Regions from separate parts of the Mus musculus genome. Here region 1 is linked to region 2. The links are chromatin contacts, called in public ChIA-PET maps. All regions are on one chromosome and are shown on one strand. The core of a region is the stretch at or near the end of the contact, and the rest is flanking DNA. Distances in the headings are between cores, read along the strand shown. Region 1 overlaps Nup153 (nucleoporin 153). Region 2 has its middle 58 kb from the start of Rbm24.

What was found. ChIA-PET counts read pairs in DNA pulled down with a chosen protein or histone mark.
Region 1: an RNA polymerase II ChIA-PET map of effector CD8 T cells shows a contact between it and region 2, with 6 read pairs. The contact joins two enhancer-like sites. A contact is called at or near these places in 1 of 115 datasets of contacts at active chromatin or transcription factors (effector CD8 T cells) and 1 of 9 other capture datasets (pancreatic islet).

The regions. Positions count from the first base shown.
Region 1 is chr13:46,688,406-46,693,519 of GRCm38.p6, reverse strand. Nup153 (nucleoporin 153) reads left to right here. Exons shown (of 22, transcript NM_175749.2): 16 at 1-8; 17 at 4,270-4,461. Among named protein-coding and RNA genes, the nearest start is that of Fam8a1, 21 kb to the right of the region's middle. Within about 2 kb of position 2,534, at least 44 of the 459 cell types and tissues checked have an H3K27ac peak or open chromatin away from gene starts, as enhancers often do. A contact at or near this core is called in effector CD8 T cells, where this site is marked.
Region 2 is chr13:46,357,201-46,362,508 of GRCm38.p6, reverse strand. No RefSeq gene overlaps it. Among named protein-coding and RNA genes, the nearest start is that of Rbm24, 58 kb to the left of the region's middle. Within about 2 kb of position 1,573, at least 52 of the 459 cell types and tissues checked have an H3K27ac peak or open chromatin away from gene starts, as enhancers often do. A contact at or near this core is called in effector CD8 T cells, where this site is marked.

The DNA of each region.
Region 1 (5,114 bases), core at 1,285-3,784, 330 kb before region 2:
GAAACCAGGTACGTTTTATGTCTATATGAAATAGTTTTACTCATTACTTTGGTAGAACATTTAACTATGAAACGGCTAAGAGGAATCCTGGTGTTTTTTTTAAATGGCTCCAGATGAACATTTTCTTATGTCTTAATTTTTAAAAAAACTATCTTGTGATTTACAGCTCTTGATTAGACTTAAGACTTACTTGTTCTCTTAGACTAGGTTGTGAACTAATTCTATGTCTTCTTTTTCTGTGTAGTGTTAGAATTATTTTTGTGATAATTAATATTAACAAATGAAGTGCTGAAAGCTTGCAGTGGTTCAGCCTTTCTCAGGCTTTCATACTGTGTCTCCTTTTGTCTATGTAGAAATGATGGTGGTTATTTACAGGGGGTTCTTTAAGGCGTAGGCACTCATGCTTTAAGCTAGTGTCTGTTTCTGAGGATTATTGGTGCCATCTGTAGCCATGTGCTGTCCACCAGATTGTTAATGACTATATACATACATACATACATACATACATACATACATACATACATACAATTAATTTTTGGTGAAAAACTCTTAACTTGGTTACAAAAATGGAATTTGGATTAAAATTTTTTTAAAAGAAGAATTATGGCAGATTTATTTTTAAATTCTTTTTGGAAGTGTATAGTAATACAGATAGCAAATAACAGGTATATCTTAGTTTTTGTTGCATTAGCTGTGGGTATGCAGGTGTTTCTGTAATGTGAGACTTACTGGCTGGATTTCTTTCCTGAGCTTTTAGATCTTGTCTTCCTATTTCTAATTTGCTCTGGAATTAAAAGTGAGCTGTAAGAATCCTCATTCCAAAATATTTGACTTTTTCCATCTGGCACTGTTTCCTCACCCCAGGAAAAAAGCATGGAGGAACTAGAATTCTTAGTTGACAGATGTGAAATGAAATTTTGAATCGGGAAGTAAATTACTCGGGAGCAAAGGAATTCTATGAATTAATATTAAAAAGCTACTAGCTTTCTTCTGGGCATAATGCCCTGTCAGCAAATGGATGATTTGGCCAAAATTTATCTATCTATCTATCTATCTATCTATCTATCTATCTATCTATCTATCTATCTATCTCTATCTATCTCTATCTATCTCTGTCTGTCTGTCTGTCTGTCTGTCTGTCTATCTATCTATCTATCTATAGTTTTCAGTAAGGGTCTAGCCTTGTGGCCATGGAAGTTGGTAGATATAAATACATAGTATAGAAAATTATACCAAACTTGGTCTGGAACCAGAAGTCACCTGCCCCTCCTCCAGCTATCATTTTACTTTTGAGTGGAAAAAGTGTTTTTGGTATGTGTATGTGTATCTGTCTGTGTATGAGCACATGTGTGTTAGCCTGTAGAAGCCAGAATGATGGTATTAGGTTCCTTAGAACTGGAGTTAGATTGTATTTTGAAACTAATAATCTAATCTGCAAGAGCCATGTTTCTAAGCTCAGAGTACTTATTTTTTTCAAGTTTATTTATTCATTTAATGCATGAGTGTTTTGCCTGTATGTACCTGTAGTATGTATGTTACCCTAAGTGTGCTTGACACCTATGAAGGTCAGACGAGGGCATCAGATCCCCTAGAATTAGAATTAGGAATGATTCTGAACAATGTAGCAGAATTCAAAGCAGCAGAATTTGGAAGGACAGCTTTGGAAGTTTGTGTAATATAAATGGCAGATAATGGTGATAAAGAATCAGATGGAGTTGAATAATGAGGGAGGATTTAGAACTATGTGTTGTTAATGACAAATTTCTAATTGCTAAAGTTGAAATTTAGATATACAGTTGAGGCATTTGGATACATCATAGAGACTGGACTTACAGGTTTTAGGTGATCACAGGACATAGTTTGATATTTGAAGTCATAGAAGTAGATATGAGTTGAGTGAATTGAGGAAAGCATTCCAAACTGAGTTCTGCTATCATAAGGGTCTGGACAGAGTCAAACATTGATCTTGGATTAACCAGACTGGAATAACAACTGTGACAGAATAACACTTGAAGAAAGTGATTAGAATAAGACTAAGTATTTCAGACAAAAAATGACTGGGCAGAATACCGTAAAATAGTTTCTTCTGGATGTGATAGAGAAGTTGCACTCATGACCTTTCATTGCTATGTCTGCTTGTTTAAGTAAGACCTGCTCAGGACCACACATACCAGTCAACCTTTCCAACACAAATGAGAAAAGTTAACAGGGCTTACAAGGTCCCACCCCTGGGAGACTTAAGTTTTCTTCAGGTATGAACTTCCTGATGGGTTACTCTTGCCCAATTGGCTACAGTCATGTACATGTGAGTACATACATCTATATAGCAACTAGAGAAGAAGACATGAAGTTTAAAAGATAGGTGGGGGTCATGGGAGGAATTGGAGTGGAAGGAGAGATGGATATGATGAAAATACATTGTTCTCATGAGATTCTCAAAAAAGGAAATGAGAAGACTCAAAAATAGCAGAAGGATTGATTGATATAGATAAGCTTCTAAAGAGCAGGAAAGCGTGGGTGGCAGGAAATGATTGCACTGGTACTTACAGCCATCACAAAGGTGCTACCTTGTCAGATTGGGTAATGGACCAACAACAGACACCACCAGACACAAAATTTGCTAGCAAAATAAAAGAGAACATACTTAAAATGCAGAGATTGTTCCTGTAACTATGAGAGGAATGGAGCGGGCAGTGGAACCCAAGAATAAATGGCTCTATCTGAACCCTGCTTCACACAGCACACCTTGCTGACTCATCCTGTCTGCCTGCTCCTCCACACCCGCTGGTTCTGCCTACAGAGTCATCACCTTGCTTTCTTCTTGTGCCTTTCTGTGTTCCTTTCTCCTTTGCATGCTTAAAGTCAGTCACTTGCTGATATGCTGCCATCAGTTCGTTTTTATTTTTCCCCCTTTAGACCAGGAACATATATGTTTCACATCTTAGTAATCTTAATGTAATATAAAGTCTAGCAGGAATGTGTAAAACTAGTAAGTATGGGGCTGGATTATAAAGTAGATTATGTCTGCAGAAAAATAAATTTCTAAGACAGAGGTATGTGCTTTGAAATTGATAATATATATGGCTGCATATTTTCCGTTTTACCTGAAATTTACATCTTATATTTTAGAATTCTGTAGTAGTTGAAGAAATTAGGACATTGATAAGGACAATTTAGCCATTCTTTAAGAAAGGTCCTACCGTGTGGCCCTGGCTGGCCTGAAACTTGTTACATAGGTCAGACTGGCCTTGAAACTCAGAGAAATCTGCTCACTTCTGTCTCCTACAGTGCTCAGAATAAAGGCTATGTTCCTCCAAACTCAGCAACAATTTAGTCTTACAACCCCTAATTTTTCAAATTTTCTTTTTAAATGTGGCTGCTGGACTTAGTGAGCCGTTTCCACAGCCTCAGTTTGTGAGAATGATATCCCACCTCCCTCCAACCCCCCTTTCCATGTGTATGTATGTGTGTGGGGGTGTATGCATGAACATGGGCTTGTGTGTTTGTGGAGGCCTGCTGTTAAAGGACTATTTATTGGCTCTACCTTGTATTTTGGCACAGGATCTTAGGGAAATCCAGTGCTTGCTGATGATGCTTCTACCTAAAGACTGAGTCGTTACCTTGATTGCTTGCTAGACAGCTTACTCTAAGGAGTCCTTGTCTCCCCTTCACCTTCCAAGGCTAGAATTGTAGATGGACTGTGTCCACCCAGCGTTTATCTGAGTTCTCAGGGATCTGGGATGTGCTCCTCTTTTGTTTTTTGTTTTGGTTTTTCGAGACAGGGTTTCTCTGTGTAGCCCTGGCTATCCTGGAACTCACTCTGCAGACCAGGCTGACCTCAAATTTAGAAATCCGCCTGCCTCTGCCTCCAAAATGCTGGGATTAAATGCTGGTGTGAGCCCCCACGCCAGGCTTGAATGTGCTCCTCTTGTTTGTTAATGCAAGCACTTGAACGACCAAGCCATCTCGGCCACAAGCAACACACACACAATTGGGAATAGTTCATACTTAAGAATAAGCTCACCATTGAGAAAAGTTAGAGTGAGATGTTTATTTGCAATGATAAATTAAATCTGAGAAGTCCTATTTATAACACTGTAAGGCTTATTTTCTGGTTCACTCTGGTTCTCGCTCTCTCTTCGTGTGTGTGTGTGTGTGTGTGTGTGTGTGTGTGTAGAAAGGGTTAATGAAATTTGAAAATGTTCAGTTGGTGGTGTCATTAAGATGGTAATAAATTTAAAACTTGCCTCCATTTCCCAATTCTTTTAGGTTTGGTATCTGCCTCAAGCAGCAGCCCTGCCCCTGTCTCTCTGTCTTCTGGAGGCTGTTTAGGATTGGACAAGTTTAAAAAGCCCGAGGGAAGCTGGGACTGTGAAGTGTGCCTAGTGCAAAATAAAGCAGACTCTGCCAAGTGCATAGCTTGTGAAAGTGCAAAGCCAGGCACAAAGTCTGAGTTTAAAGGTGAGGCTATGGTAAAGAACCCCTTTAGTTCCTAGCTAAAGTAAAATGTGTGTGGGCGGGCAGGTTTGGTTTTTAAGGTACCCATTCTCTGGATAATTATATAAAATGAAACCCAGTCCTTGGTTTTTTGTTTTTGTGGGTTTTTTTTTTTTTTTTTAAATTTGTGAATGATGGTAAAAATCAAATTAGGCATTCCTCAGGATGCCATCTATGTATCTGGATAAGGAACTTCTTTGTGTTACTCAGTTTCCAGGTTTAAGTATGAACTTGACTCTTACTTGACTGAGAACTTACACTCTTAGGGCCTTATTGTAAAAGCCATCTAGCTTCTGAGTGTGGCTGAGCAAAAGAGAGCACTTAGCAAGCACGGCTGAGTAAGCTTTTATGCTATCCATTTTACTATATGAATATAAAGGAAGACTCTCACACGGTTATTAATGCTAAATAGATGTAGGCTGGTATTTCCGAATCTTGACAACCCCATTTGAGTTCTTTTAACCACTGGAAAACTTAGGAAGTGGAAATAGAAATTTTTAGATTTGAAGATCAGAAATCTCTGAACGAAATTAGCCTTCAAGATGAGAACATGGAAGAACTATATACTAAGCTTTATTTTATAATTTACCCCAGTCTTAAGTGATTTTAATCTTTAC
Region 2 (5,308 bases), core at 324-2,823:
GTTTAGGTTTAAATAGAAGGACAGGAACAATTACTAAGCAGTCCTGGTCAAGGTGTGGTCCAGCTCACCACCCCCTTTGACTGTTCCTGCCTGGGTTCCAGTCTCTCCCGCAAGGTGGCCTTACGCGTTGTCAGAGCTGCATGAAACCTCTAAGAGACAAGCTCCTCCTCCGGTTGGCCCCTGGGCTCCAACCTTTCCATTTCCCCAGCAAGAGGCTCCAGTTTCTCAGGATCCACTGCTTCGGTTGTCTCTGAGAGCTGAGGGGCAGGGCACACGAGTCTCTTTAGAATAACTGTATCCCTGGCAGGATGTTTAAACCATCTCTGTCTGGCCCTTTCCAAATATTGTGAGGAAAGAGCGTATGCCCTGAGCTGTTCTACAACTGGAGGTTTGAGGGAAATCGTAAGTCTAGAGTTGTTGACAGAGGCAGCAACCTGCCTGTGCTGCTAGTTCTTCGCCTGATATTAGGGTTTACACCCGCAGGGTCTCTCCACTCTATTGCAATAAAGCCAGCAGCAGAGACTGGGGAAATAAACAAGGTGGGAGTCACTCCTTCCTAATCCTTAGAGCTTTGCCCAGAGAACTTGGATGATGACGGACCACAGACATGAGCAGCCCCAGGGTGCTAAGATTATCTATCTGGACTAGCAGAGGAGACTTTAAAAAAAAAATAGAAAAAAACTAGATTGGAAACACATACGACTTCATTTTTTATGTGCACATATGTGTATGCATGCATTTATGTGCATGCATGTATGTATATGTGCACTTGCATGTACGCATGTACGTGTCTTTACATATGCAATGGAAGCATGTCAGAGAAAGTTCTAGAATCTGAGATTTCATCTAGGGGCAAGAGGTAACTAGAGCACACGTTAGAAAAGTCAGCGTACCTGTCTTGTGCTTGAAGTAGTGTAGAAGGTCAGGGAGAGGGAAGTAAGGCATTAGAAGGAGGAGCCCTTCACTAGGGAATTCGGTTGAAGCCTTTGCCAGCAGCAGGGCAAGAACCACAGCACAATTAACAATCACCAGAGAGGTCTTTCTCCTTCCCAGCCGCAAGCCAGCTTCGGTCTAGGAATCTCAAGAGAAACCCCACTCCCAGGGAAAGGACTTGTGCTAAAGCCCTTGCACGACCTCACTGGCTCTTGCTTTTACCCAATCATATTACAGTTCCATCCAAAGGCCTCTTCAGAATCACCTCACATCTCTCTCTTATCAAAAGGGAGAGAAAAAGAAAGGTTTCCTAGCAACCTTAGAGATGTAACTTGAGAGGCACCAACATAGGCTGTGTTAACTGCTGAGACAATTAGTTGCCCCCCACTCCCACCCCCACTCCAATCCTTCAGGAGCCCTTCCTCACGTTTGGGTATGTCTCACTTTTCTCTTAGCACCCCTCCCCATGCTTAAACCTGTATTAAAGAAATTTTAATAAAATCGCCGACTGCTTCATAAGCTGGCTATCTTAAAATTCTTTGCTGTGTCAAAGCCACAAAGCCTCCTTGGCTGTGAGTCAGATCTCTGAACGTCTAGGGAAGCGCCTCAGGCTTCCGGAGGATGGCTAGATGGAGGAAGTTGTGTGTGTGTTCCCTTTGCACTCGGAAGCTCATTCAGTAAAACAATTGTTCACGTGTGCGCGCGCATACACAGGTCAATTTCCTTTATGTGATATTTTGAACATTGCTGATTCCTTATTCTTTGTTGGTTAACATATAAAGAAGTGGGCTTCGTTGTGACAGTTCATGCACAGTTATAGATCAGTGCGGTCCACTACTCCCTACCTTATCTTCCCTCCCCCTTGCCTCCCCCTTCCTCTCTTCAAATAATCTCCCTTCTGCTCATGTGACCCATGCATTCTCTTACCTTCTCTTGCTCCCCTGCTCTTTAGGCCACTTCCTTTCACACATCTATATACAACACACACACACACACACACACACACACACCATGTCTTTTTTTTTTTTTTGTCTTCTAAATCTGATTTATTTCACTTAACTTAATAATCTCCAATTTGACCCATTTTCCTATGGATGCCATAATTTTATTCTTTTGAGCTGAATAAAATTCCATTGTGCGCCTGGTGGTGGTGGTGGCTCACACCTAGTCTATGAAGGATTCAGGACAAGCAAGGCTACATGGAGAAACTCTGTCTCAAAAAACACAAACAAATCAATCCATTGTCTGCATAGACTGCATTGATTTTTTTAATCCTTTTATCCATAGATGACCACTTACACTTTGAAACATTCTTTATAAAGTTAAAATATCTTAGAGAAAATATCACATCAGTATCTGGCTTATCTTTTTGCCACCAGCATATTCAATTCCAAGGATAATGGAGAAGGACATTTTCTTCGTGAAGGATATTCTCACTGGTTCTATTTTTTTTTTTTTTTTTGCCATTATAAATAACACTGCAAGAAATTTCTTTGTTCTCATGTAAATTTGCACTATATGAATAGATCATGAAATACTGCAATAAAGTGGAAATGCTGGCAATGACAGCAAAGGCAACTTTGCTAAATTGCCCTCTGGAGAGATAGGATGAATGCATGCTCCCATATACGCAAGCATGCTGCAGTAAGTGTCTATGGGCTGGCTATAGAATCCTCAGTAGAGAGCATGTTAGTCATGTAAGTTCTCAGGCCGGCTCTAGTCCTGAGTCTGCATGGTAGTATCGTCCCTGGGGGTGGGGGGCGGGGCACTGGAAGTGTTAAGCAGGTAAGGCTGAGCAGCTCTGTCTGTAACCTCTGCCCAACAGTTGGCTGCCAAGCTCTGTTACTTTGTAATTCCTTTCATTTTTTGATATCAGTGGACATGACATTTATTGGGTGTCTCTGGGGAAATCCCAGATTCTGGGATTGAGTCCTGGAACAAGGAAATGGACAGGGACAATGTGAATGAATAGTAGTAGCAAAAGCAGGGATAGTTTGGTAGAAAAAGATATACTTCCAAGGAAAGAAACCTGCTGGAGCTCAAACAATTCCCCTCACAAAGGAGGAGCCTGGGGGCAGGGTCATTTGCAGAGCTGGGCTTTTGGCTCATTTGTAAAGTACAGGCTTTCTCATACACGCTCATTTTCTTGCATGGTCATTTGTCACTCTCCACCCAGGGGTGTTTGTTTGGTGTTACAAGGAGCACAGACTACATTCAGACACTCCAGAATGTCTCTGCACTAGGCCAGTGGCTATAGATGGTTCTAGTCCTGGCAGGTAGGGCAGAGGTTGTTAATAGGGTAATGAATGGGAGGGAGAGGAACAGCCTTCCTCTTTTGGCAGTCTTTGTGTAAAACCTTCCTCACTTCCCTTCCCGCCCAACTCTCCTACCTCAGCTTGAGTCTTCTTTCATACATTTAGGAATCTTTTGTAAGTCTTTATGTATAACATCTCCCACCCAGCTAAGTGTATTGTCTGTGCTTACAAAGGCAGTCAGATCTCTGAATTCATTTGCAATGTTGAAAAACAAAATGTGCTTGCTGGCTTTTTCTAAGAATCAAGGAGCTGGGGTCATGAATGCTGATTCGAAGAGTTGGTCTTGAGCAAATCAAGAAGAATAAACTTTGGGGGGCTACGCTTGAACCATGTGAACTGGGAATAAACGAAGACAGTCTGTGAAGCCCCTCATATAATTCATATTGCACCCTTACATTTTGCATAGTTGAGAAGTATATATTTTAGAACTCATGTTTTTATAGTGCTTTCCCACAGCCTTAAGGGCTGTTTGGAAGGTCACAGCATTTACCATTTTTGCTAAGACATTAGACACACCATTGCCTTCCAGACTTGCGCTGTCTTTGATTATCATGGAGCCATTAACCTTGGCATAGAGGATATTCCACAATAACCTTGGCAGGGGGAATATTTCTTGATGGAGGAACATGAACACACACACACACACACACACATGCTAAACAACTCACGCCTACCAACTATAAATACTTGTGGAGGCCCAGGCCCTACTGGCTCTGCTCCATAGGCAGGAAACCACATCACACTATCCTTTCTATAACAGAGCAGGACTCAGAATTGGTAACTTCTGACTGGTGTGAAGTGGAATCTCAGGGTTGTTTTGATTTGCATTTCCCTGGTGACTAAGAACGTTGAAATTTTTTTCAAGTGCTTCTCAACCCTTCAGTATTCCTCAGTTGAGAATTCTTTGTTTAGCTCTGTACCCCACTTTTTAATGGGGTTATTTGAATTTCTGGAGTTCAGCTTCTTGAGCTCTTTGTATATATTGGATATTAGTCCCCTATCAATGAATTTATGAAATTCTTGGGCAAATGGATGTATCTGGAGGATATCATCCTGAGTGAGGTAACCCAATCACAAAAGAAGTCACTTGATATGCACGCACTGATACGTGGATATTAGCCCAGAAACCTAGAATACCCAAGATACAACTTCCAAAACACAAGAAAATCAAGAAGGAAGACCAACACGTGGATACTTCATTCCTCCCTAGAATAGGGAATAAAATATCCATGGAAGGAGTTGCAGAGACAAAGTTTGGAGCTAAGACAAAATGATGGACCATCCAGAGACTGCCCCACCCAGGGGTCCATCCCATAATCAGCCACCAAACACAGACACTATTGCATATGCCAGCAAGATTTTGTTGAAAGGACCCTGATATAGCTGTCTCTTGTGAGGCTATGCCAGTGCCTGGCAAATACAGAAGTGGATGCTCACAGTCATCTATAGGATAGAGCACAGGGCCCCCAATGGAGGAGCTAGAGAAAGTACCCAAGAGCTGAAGGGGTCTGCAACCCTATAGGTGGAACAACAATGATCAGTACCCCCAGAGCTCGTGTCTCTAGCTGCATATGTAGCAGAAGATGGCCTACTCGGCCATCAGTGGGAAGAGAGGCCCCTTGGTCTAGCAAACTTTATATGTCCCAGTACAGGGGAAAGGCCAGGGCCAAGAAGTGGGAGTGAGTGGGTAGGGGAGCAGGGGGGGGGGAGGGTATAGGGGTCTTTTGGGATAGCATTTGAAATATAAATGAAGAAAATATCTAATAAATTAAAAAGAAAAAGAATTGGTAACTTCTGAATGAGTTTTAGTAGGTCTCTGGTTTTTTTTTTTTTGCCTTTCAAATAAAAACCAAATGGCCCAAAGTTCCATGTTTAAGTCCGTATTTCTTCAGATCCTTCAGGTTTCAATCAACCTGATAGTGTGAGAAAGTTATGAAAATGGGTTTGGAGCGATGGCAGAGTACTTGGCGCTCTTGCCAATGACCAGCTCCTAGCTGTCCATAACTCCAGTTCCCGGTGATTCAGAGCCCTCTTCTGGCCTCTGCAGGCACCAGGCACAA